Linked DNA regions of Oryctolagus cuniculus: region 2 is linked to region 1. The links are chromatin contacts, called in public Micro-C maps. All regions are on one chromosome and are shown on one strand. Each heading gives the region's core, a stretch centred on a gene start, on an enhancer-like site or on the middle of the called end of the contact. The rest is flanking DNA. Distances are from core to core; before and after follow the strand shown. Region 1 holds the start of HEG1 (heart development protein with EGF like domains 1). Region 2 overlaps SLC12A8 (solute carrier family 12 member 8).

The links. Hi-C and Micro-C count contacts between places; a contact is called where the count stands out from the background.
Region 2: a contact with region 1 is called in a Micro-C map of ear pinna, with 2.7 times the contacts expected there. The contact joins the enhancer-like site here to the promoter of HEG1 in region 1. A contact is called at or near these places in 2 of 6 Hi-C or Micro-C datasets (ear pinna and psoas muscle).

What each region holds. Positions count from the first base shown.
Region 1 is chr4:81,276,037-81,279,613 of mOryCun1.1, forward strand. It overlaps HEG1 (heart development protein with EGF like domains 1), which reads right to left and starts at 1,965. Exons shown (of 17, transcript XM_051859197.2): 1 at 1,560-1,965. The coding sequence starts at 1,854.
Region 2 is chr4:81,393,566-81,397,442 of mOryCun1.1, forward strand. The region is part of intron 5 of SLC12A8 (solute carrier family 12 member 8); the gene reads right to left. Among named protein-coding and RNA genes, the nearest start is that of SLC12A8, 95 kb to the right of the region's middle. Within about 2 kb of position 2,001, at least 5 of the 8 cell types and tissues checked have an H3K27ac peak or open chromatin away from gene starts, as enhancers often do. A contact at or near this core is called in ear pinna, where this site is marked.

The DNA.
Region 1 (3,577 bases), core at 715-3,214:
AGGCTGCAAAGTCGGGTCTAGCAGCCACCTGCCTGGCTGCAAGGACAGTTTGGGTCACTTCAGGGACCCAATCCTTACCCACTGTGCCCCTGTGCAGACTCCAGAACCCCCGTATTTGATCTGTGGGCTTCCCAGCTACAAGGAACGAGCCTCTCGTGCAGCCCATCCACAGGGACCCCCCTTCTCAGCATCCCTCGCACTCTCCCCCCAGGGCTGGAGCCTGCACAGCAGCCAGGAGATGGCCATGGCTTCCCAGCGGCCCCTCTGCAGGGCCCAGCCCCTGCACGCCATTCTCTGCGCTCCTAGGTTACTCATCTAGCCGGAGAAAGTCAGGAAATGTTTTCTTTTATGTCCTCGGTCCCTTCCTGCGGACACTCCGCACACTGTGTGGGAAGTCACCTAAAGTCAAGGTCCCTCTGGGATGTGGCTCCCGCTGGCCTTTTGAACAAGGCGTGACCTTCCACCTTCTCACCGGGCCTCCGTTTCCCAACCTCCTGCCAGTGAGTTAGAAATTCCCAAGGAGCACGCATTCTCCTGATCTGATTCCAGGGCACACCTCTAGATTGGATGAAGCAAGTACTCCGCAGAGCAGAAAGCTCATGAGATACCTGAAACTTACAATGAATGATTTCTCAAAGCTGCCCCTGAACGCCAACATCCGGTGTGGCAAGCAACCCGGCCCCTCCGGGGCACCCCCGGGGCAAGGCCCAGTGTCACACACAGGAAGGCACCCGCCAAGGGCACCACGTTGCTTTGCTCAAAGCGCTTTCCAGTTATTTTTACTTTCATTTTATCACATCATCGCTAAGAGGCGTGGGGATCATTACTTCCATTTCGCAGACGGAGAAACTGAGATCAAAAGAGGAAACTTCGAAGGGACACTAAGAATTCCACTAGGGCTGGAATTCCAGCCAGATCTTCCAGACCAAAGGAAGGACCTGGGCACCAAGGTAGCAGGGATGCGGCGGGCGGGGGCGGTGCGTGGAGCAGCGGCTCCCTGGGTAAACAGAGAGAGGGTCCCGAGTTGCGCACCCCCCACCCCCGCCGGCGCGCCCCGGCTTTAGACTGGAACTAGTGGAGCGTAGGCTTTTGAATCACATCCTTTGTCCTGGACAATATCCTCTGAGGTGGAACCCTTCAATTAAAAATCCGTTACTCGGGTTTGAAAGTTGAGCTCTGTACCTGCAGAGGCCAGCTCCGCGTCTACAGGGAAAAAAAGAACGGCACCGGGCCGGCGGCCGGACGTGAGCCCCGAAGCGGGCCGGGGCCGGGAGGGTCCGTCCTCCGCCCCTTCCTTTCGCCTCGCAGCGGGAGGGGGCGGAGGAGGGGCACCCCACGGAGATGAGTTTTCCTCCAGGAGGTGGGGAGCGAAGGGATGGTCCCAGCCCCGGTGCAGCCACCTGCAGAAGCCTCCCTCCCTCCCTCCCAGCCTCGGGGTCCCACGCACGCCGCGGAAGCGGAGCCCCCAACCCGGGTCGCGCGGCGCCCAGGGGCCTAGGGCTGGGGGCGCGCCCACGCCCCCGGCTCGAGGCTCGCGCCGCACCCCGCCTCTCACTCACCCGCGCTCGCGCCTTGGGGGGCCAGACCGGGGCGTCCCCGCCGTGTCGCGGCGCCCGGCCCGGGGGCCGCCTGGCTGGGGTCTGGGGGCGCGGGCCCACGGCGCTCCGGCTCCCGCTCCGGGCCGCTCTCGGGGGCCCGAGCCAGCCCCGCGCCGGGGAGGGGCGCGCCGAGCGCCGGGGAGGGCGGCTGGCCCCGCGTCCCGGGAACCGCCGGCAGCAGCAGCAGCAGCGGCGCCGGCAGCAGCAGCAGCAGCAGGAGCGGCGGCGGCCACCGCGAAGCGCGCGGCGAGGCCATGGTGGCGGCGCCGCCCGCGCTCACATGCCCGGCGCGCGGGGCGAGCGCGGGGCGGCCGCGGGCGCGAGGGACGCGGGGCCGGGAAGTCAGCGAAGTGGGGCTGCGAGCGCGCTCCCCGCCTCAAAAGTTGTGGGCGCCGCGGGCGGGCGGCCGGGGGCGGGCGGGCGCGGCGGGGGCGGCCCGCGGCGCCGCTCCATGCTAATTAGCGCGGGCGGGTCGCGGGGCGGGCGGCTCCTCCTCGGGCTGACATCACCCGGCCGGCGCGCGGGCCCGGGGCGGGGAGAGGCGGGAAGGGGGCGGGGGCGCGCCCGGAGCGCGGCCGGCCTGGGACGGGGGCGGGGCCCGCGACGCCCCGGACGGCTCCGGCCACTCCTGCGCGCCCCTGAACCTGGCTTTGCCTTCTGGAGACGAATGAAACCGAACCTTGTCGATCGGAACCACTCTTGTCAACTCCTTACACGCACAGTGCAGGTCCGGCGAGCGGTGATCCTCACCAACTCCACTGCAACGAGCGCCCGGGCAGAGGAGCGCAGTGGAGACCGGCGCCCTGCTCCCCGCCCGGCTGTCGCCGACCTAGCGGATTCGAGGCGCCGTCCTCTCGTGCCACCCCTCCGCGTCGTCCTCTGGCCAGGGCGGGAAGCCTCTGTCCTCCCAAGCCTGGGTCCTGTCCCCACCCACCGGAGTTCTGCGGAGATGTCGCGGCCGGGAAGCCCAGCTTTGAGTTCAGGCAGCCCTGGGGCTCTGGAAGAGGGCTTCCGGTTGCAGCCTGAGCTCACTGATGCCCGAGGACCACCGGTTTTTAAATGGCCTCTTTCAGGGGAGAGGTGCAAAGATTTCGTGCAAACAAGTTTTCATGCTAAAACAATGTTGGGTGAATAAATAATAAAATGTCTAAATTAGGGGCTGGGGTTGTGGGGAGGGGGTAAATCTGCTACCTGTGACCTGTGGGCACCCAGCTGCTCCATTTCCAGCCCAGCTCCCTGCTAATGCGCCTGGGAAAGCAGCACAAGATGGCCCAAGTCCTTGGGCCCCTGCACCAGCGTGGGAGACCCAGAAGAAGCTCCTGGCTGCTGGCTTCAAATCGGCCCAGCTCTGACTGTTGTCACCTGGGAAGTGAACCAGCGGATGGAAGATCGCCGTGTGTCTCTCGTTCTCTCTCTGTAACTCTGCCTTTCAAATAAGTCAATCTTTGAGAAAAAAAAAAGTAAATTTTAGGGCTACAAGCCTCTTTTAAAGTAAAGAAAGAGTGGCTCAAAGTAGGGAAACAATTTGCCCCGTCAGTTTTCTTAGTGACTGCACCTGACTACCTGCTGCTCATGAAAACATGGGTATGGGCTTCTCCATCCCCTCTCTCTGCTCCTCCCTGCTTCTCTGTCTTCCTGTCTCCATGACCCACCTCCAGGGGGAAGAGCACGCGGTGTCCAGGGCGGCTGCAGATGGGCCCAGGGCCCACTCCCAGGACAAGTGAGTCATTTGGCAGAAAGAATGAAGGAAGCTGCGTATAAATAAGCTCACCTTCAATGAGGCGGTGAGGGGCACGGATTTCAATTTATTTTGTTTTCTTAAGAATCACAAAATAAACCCAACTTTCCAGGTCTTTCCAAGAAAGCTCCAAACCAACATCCTGCTGTGAGTGATTTGGTTTGCTCTCATGGCCACAGCTCAGCTTCTCTGGACATTGTCCGCATGCTAACAGGCAGGACCACATCGCTGCCCACACCCA
Region 2 (3,877 bases), core at 751-3,250, 120 kb after region 1:
GCAAAGCATCAGCATCACCTGAGAGCTGGCTAGGACTGCAAAAGGGGGAGGACATTCGGCACATCGGTCAAGACACCACTTGGGGTACCCACGTCCCACACTGGAGTCCCTGGGTTTGCATCCTTGCTCCACTTCCAGCTTCCTGCAAATGTGGCAACAGGTGATGGTTTAAGGACTTAGATCCCTGCCACCTGCGTTGCAGGCTCCTGGCCTTGGCCTGACTCCACCCTGGCTGTTGCATCTGGAGATGGGAGATCTCTTTGTCTTTCAAATAAATAAAATTAGATTAATTTTGCTGAGTCTCAGCTCTTTTTTATTTATTTATTTATTTTTTGACAGGCAGAGTGGACAGTGAGAGAGACAGAGAGAAAGGTCTTCCTTTGCCGTTGGTTCACCCTCCAATGGCCGCCACGGCCGGTGCGCTGGCGCTGATCTGATGGCAGGAGCCAGGTGCTTATCCTGGTCTCCCATGCAGGTGCAGGGCCCAAGCACTTGGGCCATCCTCCACTGCACTCCCTGGCCACAGCAGAGAGCTGGCCTGGAAGAGAGGCAACCGGGACAGAATCTGGCGCCCCGACCGGGACTAGAACCCAGTGTGCCAGTGCCGCAAGGCAGAGGATTAGCCTAGTAAGCCGTGGCGCTGGCCGAGTCTCAGCTCTTTCCTTTTACCTCTTATCCCCTATCCACCTGCAAAACTGGAATCTTCCTTTTAAGACCCCCAGATCCTGAAGCTTGAGAGGCACCGCCCTGGAGTATAACCCAGGAGCCTTGGGAGACTTATTCTTCCAGGATAAACACTGATGAGGACCGTAGTCATTTACTAAGCATCTATTTTGTGCCAAGTATGATACCAGGCCTCTCATTCTATGTTCTGACCATCTAACAAACTACACATTATTACCTGCTTTTCAGAAATAAGACTACAGGTCAGAGAGGTTAAGTAACTCATCCCAGCCCATGCAACAAGTTGTAGCTGAGCTGGAATTTCAACCCACGGTTCTGATTCCAAAGCCATGGCTCTGACGGCCAAAGTAAATATGATGCAATCTTTCAAACTGGGCCAGCAGTTATAGCTGCTCGCCAACTTTCTACAGGGCCTGGCCATTCCTCCGCAAACACAGTCCCCAGCAAGCTGTTTTAGAGGCTGCCCCGTTGCCCAGGGCTGACCTGGGCTGTGGCCACCTCATGGTGGGGCAGGGGCTGACCCTGTGGCCAAGGCCTCAATTTCTTCAGAGTCCACTCTTGAACACAAACTTGCAAGCTCTAAATTGCTGCAGAGAGCATGAAGGTATAGGACTAGAGTGATAAGAAACTGACAGGGGGCAGACAGGTTCCCACTTTCCCCACAATCCGAGAATCTGTGGGGCTGGCCCCATGTGGACCCTGGAGTGAAGGTCAGGGAGAAAAGCAAGGTGAGGCCCCCACAGGTCTTCACCGAAGTATTTTCAAATTTATGGTTTGGGGTGTCTTCCACCACCAGCCCCCAGGAGGCAGCACTTCCCAATCTATCAATTCCACCTGCAGCAGGCTCCTCACTCCACCTGGGGGCATTCACAGGTGGCTGGGCCCCACCCACTCACAGCCTGGGCTGGCCACCTGGCTCCCCGGGTCTGTAGTCTGTAGTCACCTCACTGCCCACTGAAATGGGAGTGACCTGAGGACACATATCCTTGCCCTTCCTGTCCCACGTAGGCTCATCATCATTCCCCCCAACCCAGGAGGTGGCCCCAAGATACTGAAGCCACCACGTGCCATCCTGAGCCCAGAGAGCACTCAGCACAGTCCCCAGAGGCAGAGCACATCCTCCCCTATGCAGTGAGAGGAGAGGAACGACAGCCTGGCTGGCCTCGAAGCTGGGGGCTCAGACAGGCTGTGTGGGCCCATCCCTCAGGGTGTCACCTTCCGTTTCCTCTGAACTCGCGGCTGCTTGGGGCTCAGGAGCGTGAAAGGGCCCTCCCAAGCCAGTGATTTCATGCGTCAGGCATCCAGCCCGAACACTGGCCAGGAGGGCTGGCCAGCCAATCCCCTGCTGCTCACAGCGCTGGAGCTGACCCAGGGCAGAAGCCCAGCAACGCTAGCTCTCAGGTCACTGCAGGTTTCAGGGATCCCAAGGCCTTCTCAGCCTGTGGTTCCTTTCTCTGGTCCCCAGAGCCAATGCTAGTAAATGAACATAATCCAATGGGGACACCAGTGGCGGGGTGGGGACCTAGAGTCAGGGGCGCAGGGTTCTCTTGAGACATCCTTGCTTCATCAGAATCAAACTCACCGCAAGAATGAGGCTTGCTCCCAGCCCTCCCCTTGCAGGGAGGAGTCGGGGCCGTGGCGGCACAGAGAAAACTAACAAGGCGGGATCCAAACAGCCAGGGCATCCCAAGTATTACTGTCCCCCTCGGCCAGAGACACAGTCCCTGTACAACTCAATTTTAAAGACAAGAGCCACCAGCACAAAATGTTATTGTCTGGGTCGAAGAGTAAAAGAACACACTTAGCTTCTTTTTCAGTTCAGGTCGGTAAGGGAGAAGGAGCGAGGGAGGGAAGGGACTAGACAGTGAGGAGGGAGACGAGCCAGCAAGTTGGGGGCAGAGAGGCAGCGAGAGACAAAGAGATTAGGGAGAGAGGAAGAGCAGAGAAAGAGAGGCAAGCCAAGCACACAGAAGACCGAGGTGGGGGAGAGGGGAGGGAGCAGGTATGTTTTGAGGAATGGGGAGAATCACAATTTGCCGTTGGCTCGGTCTGCAGAAGTTCAGAGCGCCTTCCTGGACGAGAAATCTTGTCATTCTTGACTGTTCTGATCCTGCATCTCTCCCCTCTCGGGGTCCAGGAGGCCTTTGCGACTCTGGCAGGTGGTTCTGGATCCTCTCCTAGAAAAATACACTTACTCACGTACAACTTCACATGTAATTTCAGGGGCTCATGGACCCTGTGTTAAAACTACTTATTTTAGAAGCTCCACTTTGAATGGGAGACACGATGGCCCCAACAAAACACAGCAACAGCCCAGTTCCACTGAGCCCAGGGCGGGATGTGTTGAATCCGATGTGTACTCAAGCCAGCACATCAAGCTCCAGCCACACTGTTGGCTTCTCTGAGAGAATCTGGGGTCTAAGCAGCTTTCCGAGTTACAACCCAACCGTGGTACTAGAAACAAGGCTGGTTACTCCAAGGGGCCAGCAGAGGGCCTGGCTGATGACTGTACAGGAAAAGGCCTCCACTGGACCCAGGTGACAACACCTGTGCTGAAGCCAACCCTTTACATCCACAGACTGAGTCACACACACACACACACACACACACACACACACACACACGCAACCATCTCCAAATCTGCACGTGCCTAAGACTCACCAATGTGTTTAAGATGCAGACCAGGGGCAGGCCTGTGGCACAGTAGTGAGGGTGCTGGGTGGGACACCTGCATCCCACACTGGAGGGCCTGAGTTTAAGTCATGGCTCTGTGCCCAACTGCAGGTCTCAGCTAATGTGTACCCTGGGAGGACGCATGTGATAGCCCTATTGGTTGAGTGCCTGACACGCACACAGCAGAGTTGGGCTGGGTTCCTAGTTCCAGGCTCTGGCCTGGCTCATTCTCAGCTGTTTAAGGCATTTAGGGAGTGAACCAGTGGATAGGAGCTCTCTGTCTCTTAAAGAAATATTTTCTAAAAAGTTTTTAGGGGCCAGTGCTGTGGCCCAGCAGATTAAAGCAGTGCCAGCATGCCACATGGGCACCCATTCGAATCCCGGCTGCTCTACTTCTGATCCATCTCACTGCTAATGTGCCTGGCAAAGCAGCAAAAGTTGGCTCAAGTCCCTGGGCCCCTGCACCCCTGTGGGAAACCTGGAAGAAGCTCCTGGCTCCTGGCTTCAGCCAGGCTTAGTC